Linked DNA regions of Mus musculus: regions 2, 3 and 4 are each linked to region 1. Evidence: chromatin contacts called from public HiChIP or PLAC-seq, capture Hi-C and promoter capture Hi-C data. All regions are on one chromosome and are shown on one strand. Each heading gives the region's core, a stretch centred on a gene start, on an enhancer-like site or on the middle of the called end of the contact. The rest is flanking DNA. Distances are from core to core; before and after follow the strand shown. Region 1 holds the start of 9530027J09Rik (RIKEN cDNA 9530027J09 gene). Region 2 holds the start of Apln (apelin). Region 3 overlaps Elf4 (E74-like factor 4 (ets domain transcription factor)). Region 4 holds the start of Sash3 (SAM and SH3 domain containing 3).

Evidence for each region. Promoter capture Hi-C pulls out the DNA fragments that hold promoters and counts their contacts. HiChIP or PLAC-seq counts read pairs in DNA pulled down with a chosen protein or histone mark. Capture Hi-C pulls out chosen DNA fragments and counts their contacts.
Region 2: a capture Hi-C map of macrophages shows a contact between it and region 1, with 3 times the contacts expected there. The contact joins the promoter of Apln here to the promoter of 9530027J09Rik in region 1. A contact is called at or near these places in 8 of 39 promoter capture datasets (the 3T3-L1 cell line, the C10 cell line, embryonic stem cells and 4 more), 9 of 484 Hi-C or Micro-C datasets (the G1E-ER4 cell line, cortical neurons, double positive thymocytes and 4 more) and 1 of 9 other capture datasets (macrophages).
Region 3: an H3K27ac HiChIP or PLAC-seq map of double positive thymocytes shows a contact between it and region 1, with 2.4 times the contacts expected there. The contact joins the enhancer-like site here to the promoter of 9530027J09Rik in region 1. A contact is called at or near these places in 1 of 484 Hi-C or Micro-C datasets (embryonic fibroblasts), 7 of 115 datasets of contacts at active chromatin or transcription factors (the 230-238 cell line, double positive thymocytes, embryonic stem cells and 3 more) and 1 of 9 other capture datasets (embryonic stem cells).
Region 4: a contact with region 1 is called in a promoter capture Hi-C map of pre-B cells, with 7 times the contacts expected there. The contact joins the promoter of Sash3 here to the promoter of 9530027J09Rik in region 1. A contact is called at or near these places in 10 of 39 promoter capture datasets (the 3T3-L1 cell line, the C10 cell line, the HPC-7 cell line and 5 more), 3 of 484 Hi-C or Micro-C datasets (the HPC-7 cell line, double positive thymocytes and peritoneal macrophages), 7 of 115 datasets of contacts at active chromatin or transcription factors (the HPC-7 cell line, the SCID.adh cell line, bone marrow-derived macrophages and 4 more) and 2 of 9 other capture datasets (embryonic stem cells and liver).

Annotation. Positions count from the first base shown.
Region 1 is chrX:48,284,145-48,286,747 of GRCm38.p6, forward strand. 9530027J09Rik (RIKEN cDNA 9530027J09 gene) reads right to left here and starts at 1,282. Exons shown (of 4, transcript NR_045916.1): 1 at 1,251-1,282.
Region 2 is chrX:48,033,567-48,036,169 of GRCm38.p6, forward strand. Apln (apelin) reads right to left here and starts at 1,287. Exons shown (of 3, transcript NM_013912.4): 1 at 873-1,287. The coding sequence starts at 939.
Region 3 is chrX:48,432,460-48,435,062 of GRCm38.p6, forward strand. All of the region lies in intron 1 of Elf4 (E74-like factor 4 (ets domain transcription factor)), which reads right to left. Among named protein-coding and RNA genes, the nearest start is that of Elf4, 21 kb to the right of the region's middle. Within about 2 kb of position 1,287, at least 135 of the 459 cell types and tissues checked have an H3K27ac peak or open chromatin away from gene starts, as enhancers often do. A contact at or near this core is called in the 230-238 cell line, double positive thymocytes, embryonic stem cells and 1 more, where this site is marked.
Region 4 is chrX:48,145,142-48,147,744 of GRCm38.p6, forward strand. Sash3 (SAM and SH3 domain containing 3) reads left to right here and starts at 1,295. Exons shown (of 8, transcript NM_028773.4): 1 at 1,295-1,576. The coding sequence starts at 1,520.

The sequences.
Region 1 (2,603 bases), core at 32-2,531:
TCAGGAAGTACCTGGGACTGGCTGTCAAGGGAAATAAATATAATGAGTAGTGTTCAATGCCCAAAGGACATTTTTTAACTTATGCACTGGCTTGAGATTGTCCATAATCCGCTCCGCTAGCTGTCACTTAAATCGGTAGCCAGTGAAGGGGAATGAGGAACCTCTACCTCCTCCTGCCTCCATTTAAGATACCTCAACATTCTTTCACTCTTAAGCACAAAGCTGCCATCTCTGTGCAAACCAGTTCCCAAATCGAAGCACCAATAAGTGGACAATTCCGGGTCTACTTTCTCGGGACCCTTCTGCGCGATGTTTGCGCCATACAACACTAAAGTGATGCAAGCCACCCCATCCTTCGAAGGCGAGGGCAGACGCTGGAACATGACATAAACGACGCCCACTCCCCGTTTTCCAAGCCCCCAAACGGATTCAATTGTTGTTTCGTGGGGCTCTTTTTTTTTTTTTTTTCCTTTTCTTCCTCCGAACCTCCGAAGTGTTCTTCCTTCCTATTGGCCAAAGCTGCCCCTTGACGCCACCCCGGCTTTGCTTACTGATTGGTCGGCTCTGGATGTGCCCAAGCCTTTTTCCCAGGGTGTGGCGCCCCCCTCCCGCCCCCAACAGGGTTCTGACCCCTGGCTCCTCCCTTCCCCCAACCCCCCCTCCCGTTCCGAATGGTACCGCCCTGGCTCGGCTCCCCCATGGCCCGGCCGCTGCCCTTAGGGCCCCCGGACGGGGCGGGGCACATTGGGGACGGGCAGAAGGCGGTGGTGGCGCCTTCCTGCCGAGCCCGAAGCCACCCCCGCCACCCTTCTACAACCCTCTTAGGTTCCACTTTCCCTTGAGCAGTTTTCGCCCTCCTTAGTAGCCCTGTCCCGTCTGTTGCAGCCCCCACTGGTCTTTTGGTCATCCCAAAGGGCAGCTTTCAATCCCAGCCCTCCGCGCTTGATACACGCCCATCAGCCTCCACCCTTGGGTTCTCGAAAGGCTTTCTCCCCGAGTCTGTACACCCTTCCCCTCCGGGTCCCTCTTTCTAGCGGACTGTCCATCCATCCCCGGGACCTCCCTCCCTGTGTGTGGCCGTTCCTCCCAGCGGCCTCCACTTCACGGTGTCCCCTCCCCTTCGTGGCCAGCGTGGTGGAGCACTCCTGCCCCCCCCCTTTCTCTGTACCCCCGCGCTCTCTTATGCTGTCCCTTCACGTCCCACTCTAAGTCCCTCCCACGCCATTCCCCCCACACACACACTCACACACCCCTCCCTGCGAGTCGTCCCCTGGCGCCCCTCCCCTAGCCCCCGCTTGTCTATGCCCCTCCCACACACCCGGTCCTTTTGTCTCCTCTTTGGTCTCTAAGTCCCCCGCCCCTCCCTCCCGCCCGCCCTCGCTCCCCGCGAGCACGCTCTTATCTTCCCCAGGTCCGGGCGCCCCGCCCCCTGGCCGCGCCCCGCCGGCTCCCCTCCCTCCCGCGGCCCCATCTCCACCCTCGGCGCTCCGCCCCCCCCCCCCCCCCCGCCAATCCCCGGTGGCTCGGGGCCCTCCAGCCGGGCCCACCTCCCTCGTTCCCTGGTTCGCTCCTCCCGCCACAACCTCCGCAGATCCCAGACCCACCCTTTTCGGGCCGCGGGCTCGGGCTCCCGCGCGTTCTCCCCACACTTGCACTCCTCCCTCCGCCCTGCTTTGCTACCTCGCCCAGGCCCCAAAGTCGCCCGGTCCGGGACACGGTGCAACCCGCCCTCGGGGAAGCCTCTTTCTTTGCAATGGTGCGGGCACCGCACGATCGGACCCACAGCCCTAGGAGCACAAACCCAAACTGGGCCAGTCCTGGCCGCCTTTACATAGTCCGGCTCTCGGAACCCGCCCGGGACCTTGTGCCCGTCGGAAGAGTATAGGGACCTGCTGAGCGCGGCTCCTCTGGCCTGCCCGGCGCGCCCAGGGGAGACACTGCGACCAGAATGCCAGGGATGTCTTTACCCAAAGCCTCCTTCAGTCTTCACCCAAAACCTGTGCATTCAGTAGGCTGCTCCCACCTGAGGTCTCGCGCTCAGCGGGCCTAGGTTGAGATGCTGTACCGAAAATCCTCCCAGCATCAGGGGCTGTAGTTTAGTTATGGTCCATCGGGCTCCATCAGTGAAAACAAGTGATAAGCCCTGACCACCCAGGGAGACAGGGGGCATGCACTTCTCAGCCTAGTGCTTTGTATCAACTGTCTGCAGGTGGAGGGCCTGGAACTAAACTCTTTCATCTCAGGTGAGGGTTGTGTCTTAAGTAGAGAACCAAGCCACAGGCCAATAACTAAAAAATATATCTGTTCCATAATGCCGACGTTGGCGGTATCTCTCCCCTGAACCTCTTCTGCCAAAACCTTATTTACGCAGCAGACTGGAAGTTCTTTGAAGGAGGTCCCTGTTCCTCACCCTAGCTCACTCAATGGATCTCTTGTGATTGGCAGATAACTGGATGTGTTTGTTAACTGCCCGCCTTTGTGACTTAAGGTTGTAAACTGGCAAGGGCCAGGACCAGTTGGGGATTACTAGCTTGCGCCAGGCACAGCATGGTGCCCAAAGGGATGGACAAGCAATGGTGTGTAAAGCTGATGAAAGTACTTAT
Region 2 (2,603 bases), core at 37-2,536, 250 kb before region 1:
TTATCAGATCAAGTTCCTGTGTTTCCTGGGTTTTGGTACCGGGAGACTGGGGACCGAAGTTATACCTGAGACAAGAGTGGAAGGGGAAGCCAGAATAAAGAAGAAGCAAGTCTCCGGAGAGATGAACGCTGTGGGGCCAGGTGTCCCACAATGGAGCAGAGAACAAAATCATCCAGGACCTTGGAGTACAGAAGATAAGCCTGGCTCTGTCCAGTCCAGATCTGCCTTAAGGACGCTGCCTCTGCTTACACATAGGCTAAAGGAGCAACAGCTGGGATCCACTAGCCACTGCGGTCGCCCCCGCCCCCGCTCCCGCAGCGTGCTCCTGACTATGCAACAAGTGTCACGTCTACATGTTGGCACATCATCTCCAGTAGCTTGAGCCCCTGGACTGGCCAGCGGCCCCTAAACTCTAAGACCCAGAGACCTTCAACATGGAGTCCTGACCCCACTCAGCTCAGGTCAGCCACCTCCACTGATTCACGAGGTGAGCTGGACATACCGCCATCCTCTCCCCCCACCCCCACTTGGGGTGCAGGGTGCAGGACATAAGGTGTAAGTTTGTGGTCCTAAGTACTTTAAACTACGAGGGGCATGGGGCTGGGGGCTAAGTGGTGATATGCAAGGTAATCATGAAACACCCCCCCCTCCCGCGCGCGCTGTCCTAGGAAGCAAAGCCTACATGGCATGTCGCCCCGTGGCCCCAGATGCCCTGTCAATAGGCCTCCCGGTGTGGCTGGCGCGTGGCTGCTCCTGCAAGGCTCGCACCATGTTTCCCTGGAGGCGGGAAGAGCGCGCGTGGGGCGGAAAGAGAGGACCGCGCAGGCTGCACCTCGGGAGAGCCCCAAGCGAGCAGGAGGGCACGCACTCACCTCCACAAACTGCAGTCAAGGAGAGCCAGAGCAGCAGCAGCGCCTGCACGCAGAGCCTCAGATTCATGCTGCAACTCGGTCCGCGGCAGCCCAGAGGAGCCGGCGAGTGGGCGGAGAGGCAGGGCACCCGGACGCAAAGAAAGGCGCGAGCCGGGGCTGGCGCGTGCGGGCACGGAGCTCGCGTGGCTCCCGGACCGCGGGAGGGTGAGCGCCCCAGCCGCACCGCTGGCTGCCTGCCCCACTCCTGCTCGCTGCCTCTGCTCTTGGTGCAGCCTTCTCTGCCGCCGCGGGGCAGCGCCGCGAAGCTGGCCTTGGTGGCTTCGGGTCGGCGGCAAAAACTCTCTAAGTGGCTGACGCTGCTCTGCCCGCGACTCCCAACTACCCGTTGGTCCAGGCTGTTAGAGAGAATGCTTCCCTGCTCACTTCGGGGTCTGCATTTTGTAGCTTGTGGTTTGGCCGCGAGCCCACTTGGTCATGTGGTCATTAGGAGGCGGGGGGGTTGGGGGGGGGGGGAAGAGAGGCAGGAAGAGGGAGAGGGAGTGAGCCTCCCGCACCGCCCCCCTCCCGGGAAGCATGCTGCAGCCCTATCCAGGGCGCGAGAGAGAACCCAGAGGTGGCCCCACAACAAAGGCCGAGCGGCTGCTCGGACAACCCACAACTGCTCCCCGGACAATGCCTGCCTGGCCGGGGTCCAGAGGGTTTGTAGAGACCTGAAGGATTTCAAACACGTAAACCATTTGAAACAGTGAGGGGCACTCTTAACCCTTTCTCACCTGGGTTTCCTTAACAGCTGTCAGGATACCTGGGCGTTTGCAGAAGGACCCTATTTGGGCTGCCCACAACACCCTCCCTCCATTTCCGAATCTAACTATGTTTTTTTTTCTTTCCTTGACACTGCATTCGCAAGTATGGGTTTGCTCAAGACCTCCCCTACTCCGCCTTTTTCCTCTGCATCTTCAACTGAATTAGAATTGGGGGTGATTGCCTAGGTTGTGCATAAAACTTAGGTAACCACCATTCATATCTCCTGCTGTCCCCTAGCGAGTACCTTCTACCTGGACTGGTGGGCTCGGTGACCAAGCTCTTTATGCATACAGCAAAACCTCAATATCCCACCCAATCTAAAGGCCACCGTTCTGTCCCTGCCCAACCTGAGATGCTACCCCCTGGTTCCTCTTTACTGTGGGGAGGCATTCTGCAGGTTCTACCATGTTCCCCTTCTTGCTGCTTGGAGCTGACCCCAACTTAGTTTTGTCTCGTTGTAGGGAGGATCCTCCCAGCTCCTTCCAAACTCAGCTGGATTTCTTTTACACTCAACTGGGATTCCCTATTATAAGAGGGCCTGGAGTCATTTGCCTTTCTACTCTAGATGCTTAGCTCCTTTTACAGCCTGGGATTCCCCCAAAGAAATGCACCAGATTGGGAACTCTTTAAGACAGGACCCTAACGGTCCCAATCTTCCAGGTCTCTCCAAAGTCCCCAATATCATTCTCTGCACATAGGTGGCACTCAACACATATTAAAAGACTAAATCAAAAGGTGTTCCCACCTTGCAGCAAGCCAGGCAGTTTGCTCCATGTGTACATCCAAATGTACACAAAAGGTACATTGGACAGGGTTTCTCTGTACCGCAGAAGATGTGAAATGGTATGCTATATTAGTATGAAATATCTTTGAAATGTTACAACGTTCCAATACATACATTTATCAGTCTCTCTGCCAAAACTGTCC
Region 3 (2,603 bases), core at 37-2,536, 150 kb after region 1:
AGGGCTACACAGTGAGACCCTGTCTCAAAAGTTTAAAAAAAAAAAAAGAGCAACAGTGGCTGGCAAATAACAATGAAGCCACACATGTGCGGAGCACGGTTAACCTTTACAGTGACTCCCCACTGCCACACCGTTGTTCACACTGTCCCTTAGGCCAGCCATGCCCGCTCTCGACTTTTGTGACTTTAGTTCCCTCACATCCTTCAAGGGTTGTCCTCATCATCTTCCTCCCACCTAGCAGCCTCTGCTCTTGACAGCCTAGAGCTTTACTTCTTGGCTCTCAGTAGGGCTTGAAGAACTTATCAAAGAAGGGCCACAAGGATGGAAGTTTACGACACATGCAAATGTTCTGAAATTCAAGTTTCCGTGCCTATCGACGGAGCTGTATTGGAACACATGCTTATAGGTTATTAGTGCTCATTCATATAAGCCCCAAAGCCTGACATACTTGCTATCTGATCCTTTACAGAAACCTTCGATGATCCCTGGACTAAACACTCCACCTCCCTTCCGTGTGAATCAATTCATCAAGCTCATTTCTGAGAAGAATGTCCCAGAACCCTGTTGTGTGGGGGATGGGGGGAGGTGCCTGTGGGAGGTGTGGGACGCTAAATACCAACTCAGCACATTTTCATCAGAAAGAGAGCCTCTGGATTAGAGCCTTGGCTTCTGCTCTGCCCACGATGTGACCTCAAACAGGACACTTCTGCTTTGTGTGCCTTGGTTTCCTCGGCTGCACCATGAGGGGTTGGAGCTGCTCATCTGAGGCCATTCCTGTCTGTGGGCTACAAGTCAGGCATCCACAGACTCCAACCTGCTGCTAAGCAGGTGTGGTCCTAATCGTTTGCTCCCAGAACTCAGGCTCAAGGACAAAGGGTTCCTCTAACCAGCTGTGGCTTTCTGCTGTCCTGGCAGGTGGGGCAGGTGCCTCACCCCACACTCACCTACCCTGTGCCTTGCCTTTCCGTTGATCTGCCGGCTCTGGTCTCTAATTGCTAAGGGATGGTGGCTTCTCTGAAGAAGCTCTCCCCTTTACCCACCTCCACCTCTCCAGTGCGCTGCAGGAAAAGCCTCATCTTTTGGAGAGAAGGGAGGTAGGGAAAAGGACTGTCACCTCTCCCTAGCCTCCCAGGGCTCATAGTAGGCAGGCAGGGGCCAGGACACAGGCGGCTCTCTCCGCCCCGCACCCCTGCTCTGTGAGAGGAAGCAGCCCCTGTGTACCACTTCCTGTCCCAGGGGTTTCGGCAGTTTCCCCTTCGGGGCCTGGTGGCCCTTGCAGCCCCGCCCCTGCTCTGCACAGGTCAGAAAGTGCACAGGGAGGATCCCTCACAGGAAGGCAGAGGAGACAGCTGTCTACACAAGGGGGGTGCTGGCAGCAATTCCACCAGCCTGCCTTGTGGTGGGAGGGGGCCAAACAGAGAAGTGCTACCTGATGAGGGGACAACTGTTTCCACAACCTCTCTCATCACTGCACCTAGACTACCCTTCAGGGACCAGCAGGGTACGCCTGGTCTTTGAGGGCGAGGATTAAAACCTGGACCATTAGTGCCGAGCAAGGCCAATGCCTTGCATAGACTCTTAACAGTGGCTACAGATGGAGGGACAGGTTGAAAGGAGAGGATCTGAGGAAACTAGACCAAGGCTGGGGGTTGGGTTCATTTAGAAGAGCAGGTGACACTGAAATCAATGTGACTTCCTAAGGTGTCAGGGGTTTATCCTTAGTGCCAATGGGCAGAGGTAATGATGAAGAAATACTACATTGTCTTTGGGTCAAAGGACAGCAGCCTTTTCTGGGATAAGGAACAGTGGACTCTAGAATTCCACAGTGGCTGCTGCTTTACTGGTAACTTATACCTAAGTACCTCCCAGGAGTCCATGCAAGGTGGGGCTCCCTAGTAATAGAGCTGTATACCTGTAGCCAGTCCTTTAAGCAGATGACCCACTCCATGAGATATCCCCAAGGCTGTAGGTCAGGGAAAACATTAGCAGCCCAAGGTCCTGGATTCTGCACAGCTGCCAGACCTTCAGGCTAGTACTAGAGTATGATGGTCCCAGAAGCACTGGCGCCTGGTCTGAGTGCCTAGCAGTAGGCAGATACCACTCACTACCTGAATCTTGCCCAGGATAACACTGCTCAGTGAGGTTTAAGTAGCATCAAGAAAAGCTTTGGAGGCCCCTAGAGGTGATACTTATCAAGGACCAGCAAAAACACACAAAGGGACAATCCTGAAACCCCAGCTCAGCTCCGACAGGGCATCTTCCTCCACTGTTTGCCAAGAATCCTACCCAGACCAGGCCTCTTGTCAAAAGAGCAGGGCCCTTTGAACCCATGAGTGGGTGCAGCAGGTAAAGACACCTGCCACCAACACTGATGACTTGAATAGTCCCTGGAATCCTGAAACATCACAGTGTAAGTTGTCTTCTGATGGCCACATGTACACCATGGCACACACATGCCCACACACATTCATACACATATGACATAAAGAGTAAGTGGCTCAGTGGTTAAGAGCATGTACTGATCTTGCAGAGGATCGGAGTTTGGGTGCCAGCACCCGTGTTGGGCAGCTTACAAATAACTGCCTATAGCTCCAGCTCTAGGA
Region 4 (2,603 bases), core at 45-2,544, 140 kb before region 1:
CAGGAGAAATGGGGAGTTTATTTTCATTAAAAATTCAAGATAGTTTTCCTGATGTAGACATTCCTAAAACTATTACCACAATCACAATAAACAAACTTATTCATCACCTCCAAAATGTTCTATATGTCCTTAGTTATCTGTCCCTCCAATTTTTCCAAATCTCCCCAAACCAATGTTTTTCGTCCTGTACGGGTGTGATTCTTTGTAAGAAGTAAATTTCTGTCTAGAGAGAGGTGCTAGGTGCTGAAAACAGTAAAGGATATTTACCTAAACAGTGTGAAATCCAATTATGGAGACTTTTTTGAAATTTCATTTTATTGTCATCTGTATTTGATAAAGTGTAAATGATACATACCAGTTGCTTTGTAGTGAACAGGAATCATTGAAAGTACTTAAACATCTACCGCAATTGCTCAATGGTAGTAAACTTACCTGGCATGGGTAAGCCATAGGTGAGACCCCTAAGCACTGCAAATCAACATTGCCATTGTCATCATTATCATCATCATCACCATCATGTGCTGAATGTAACCCACAAGATGGGCGCAATGCCCAGGCAGTTGATGAATGCCTTTTGAATGGGGCACCTGCTGTTGACGTGGCATTGCCTTCAAACATTTCTCAGTTGTTCTTGTATGACCTGAGGGGTTGTTGTGTGTAGGCACACCTCATCTAGACTGAAAACCATATGTGTGCTGATGGAAATGTGGATAGTTGCTGGATTGATAGCTTTAGAAACAGTGGATACAGGGCTATTGAAGGTTGTAGGGATGAGAGCATCATGGAAATGACTATAGCATCTGTAAAGGTGACCACTCTAAGGATGATGAAGCAGTAGAAATCTCTGAAGAGATGAGAGCTTTACCAATCATAGCTAAGGTATACTGACGGCAGTAGGGATGGTAGGAGGGATGATGGCTGGGGCGTGGGGAGTGGTGGTAGTCACGGTTGTAGTAATGGCTATCTGGTAATGGTAGCAGTAGTGATAACCATCAAGATGATGGCCACAGGAGTGACAGTAATGGTAATCGTGATCGCAGTAATGACTTGGAAGATGCAAATAGACTGGGGGCATTTACTCAACAGGCAGGGAGATTGTTCACCTTCTGATTTCAGAGGTTTAGTCAGTGAGTGTAAAGCCCAAATAAGCCAGAACATGAAAGGACTGTAGTGGATGACCGGAGACAACAGGATTGGGGCTTTTCTCTGACTGTTCAACTCAAGGTCTGTCTGCATCAGAATCTCTGGAGACTGAAGCTGGGACTTCCTTCCTCCCTAGAGGCCGGCAGGGGCCATGATTGCTGTAAGAGCAGGTCACGTGGCAAGGTTTCCTGTATGCTGCTGCTGCTGGGTGTCCATGGCCCGCACCCCCAAGCTGCCACTGCAGCAGTAAAGAGTAGCAGCCCCAGGCTCAGTCTATGCTGTGCCAACTGGCTGGTGCTGGGGAGGCTTTAACAAGAGATTTTTGCATCTTAGCTCCTTGGAGAACAGAGCAGGAGTGCCATTTCTGTAGAGGACCATGTTGCGTCGCAAACCCTCCAACGCCAGTGACAAAGAGCCCACTCAGAAGAAAAAGGTAAGGCGCATCTTTGAGCGTACACTCCTTCCTTCTCTCCTCTACACTCTCTACCAAGGCCTTCATGGACTCTTAGAAGGTGGAAGTTGAACCAAGGCTCTATGTTGAGCTTGGACGTGAGGGTTCTTCCAGAAAGCAAGGGGATGGGGCTCAACGCTCACTTGAGTAGTAAAAGTACTGAAGGTACTTTCTAAACTCTGGAATACAGAGCTATGAGTTGGGCCTTTGGAAGTCTAGAGTGATAGACTGAAGAACATAAGAGTTAAATCCACAGACATCAGTTGGAGAGTTACAAAATGTCGTGTTCAAATTGAATCCAAAGAGCGTAATTAATTTTGTCTCTCTAGCTCGGGTTCTGTGTTGCTTTTGCTCGAGTGTGTCCTCTGGGGACTACCTCATTCAAAGGGCCCTACTAGCCTACCCAGCCAAGGTGGTCACAGACTCCCTAACTCTTTGGCAGGAGCCATAGCCATTTCCCACTAGGCTCAGATCTACAACATCTCCCCCAGGCCACTGGAGATGAAGCAGTAAGTAAATTTCAGACTCAGGAAAAGAGCCCACCCAAATGCCGTAAAGTTCAGGTGGTGGTGGTGGTGTGTGTGTGTGTGTGGGGGGGGTTGAACAGGTTCTTTCTGGGCAAGTGAACTTATGAAGAATGAGAAATGGAGCTGATGACTTGCATGGTGAGTAGGTGTGAGAGCTAAGGGGGAAAAGTTCGTTGGGGGAGGGAAGGGGATTTCAAAGTCCAGGAAGGAAGGTAGCTGTCAAAAATGGCTGAAGTGTTCATCTTCCTGAGACAGGAGCTAGACTGAATGATTCTTGAAGACTCTGATATCCAGGTTTCCCTGGCTGTATGTATAGAGTTCATTTTATGTCAGGACTCTCCCAGGCAATCAGCCTGTCCAGTCTGCATGTCTAAGTGGACCACAGGAATGGTCCAAAGCAGGCCTGACTAGATCCAAGCACCCAAGCCTTAATCAGGGGCCTCCAGGACTCTCACTGTGCCCTATCCATTTTTCCATGGAAT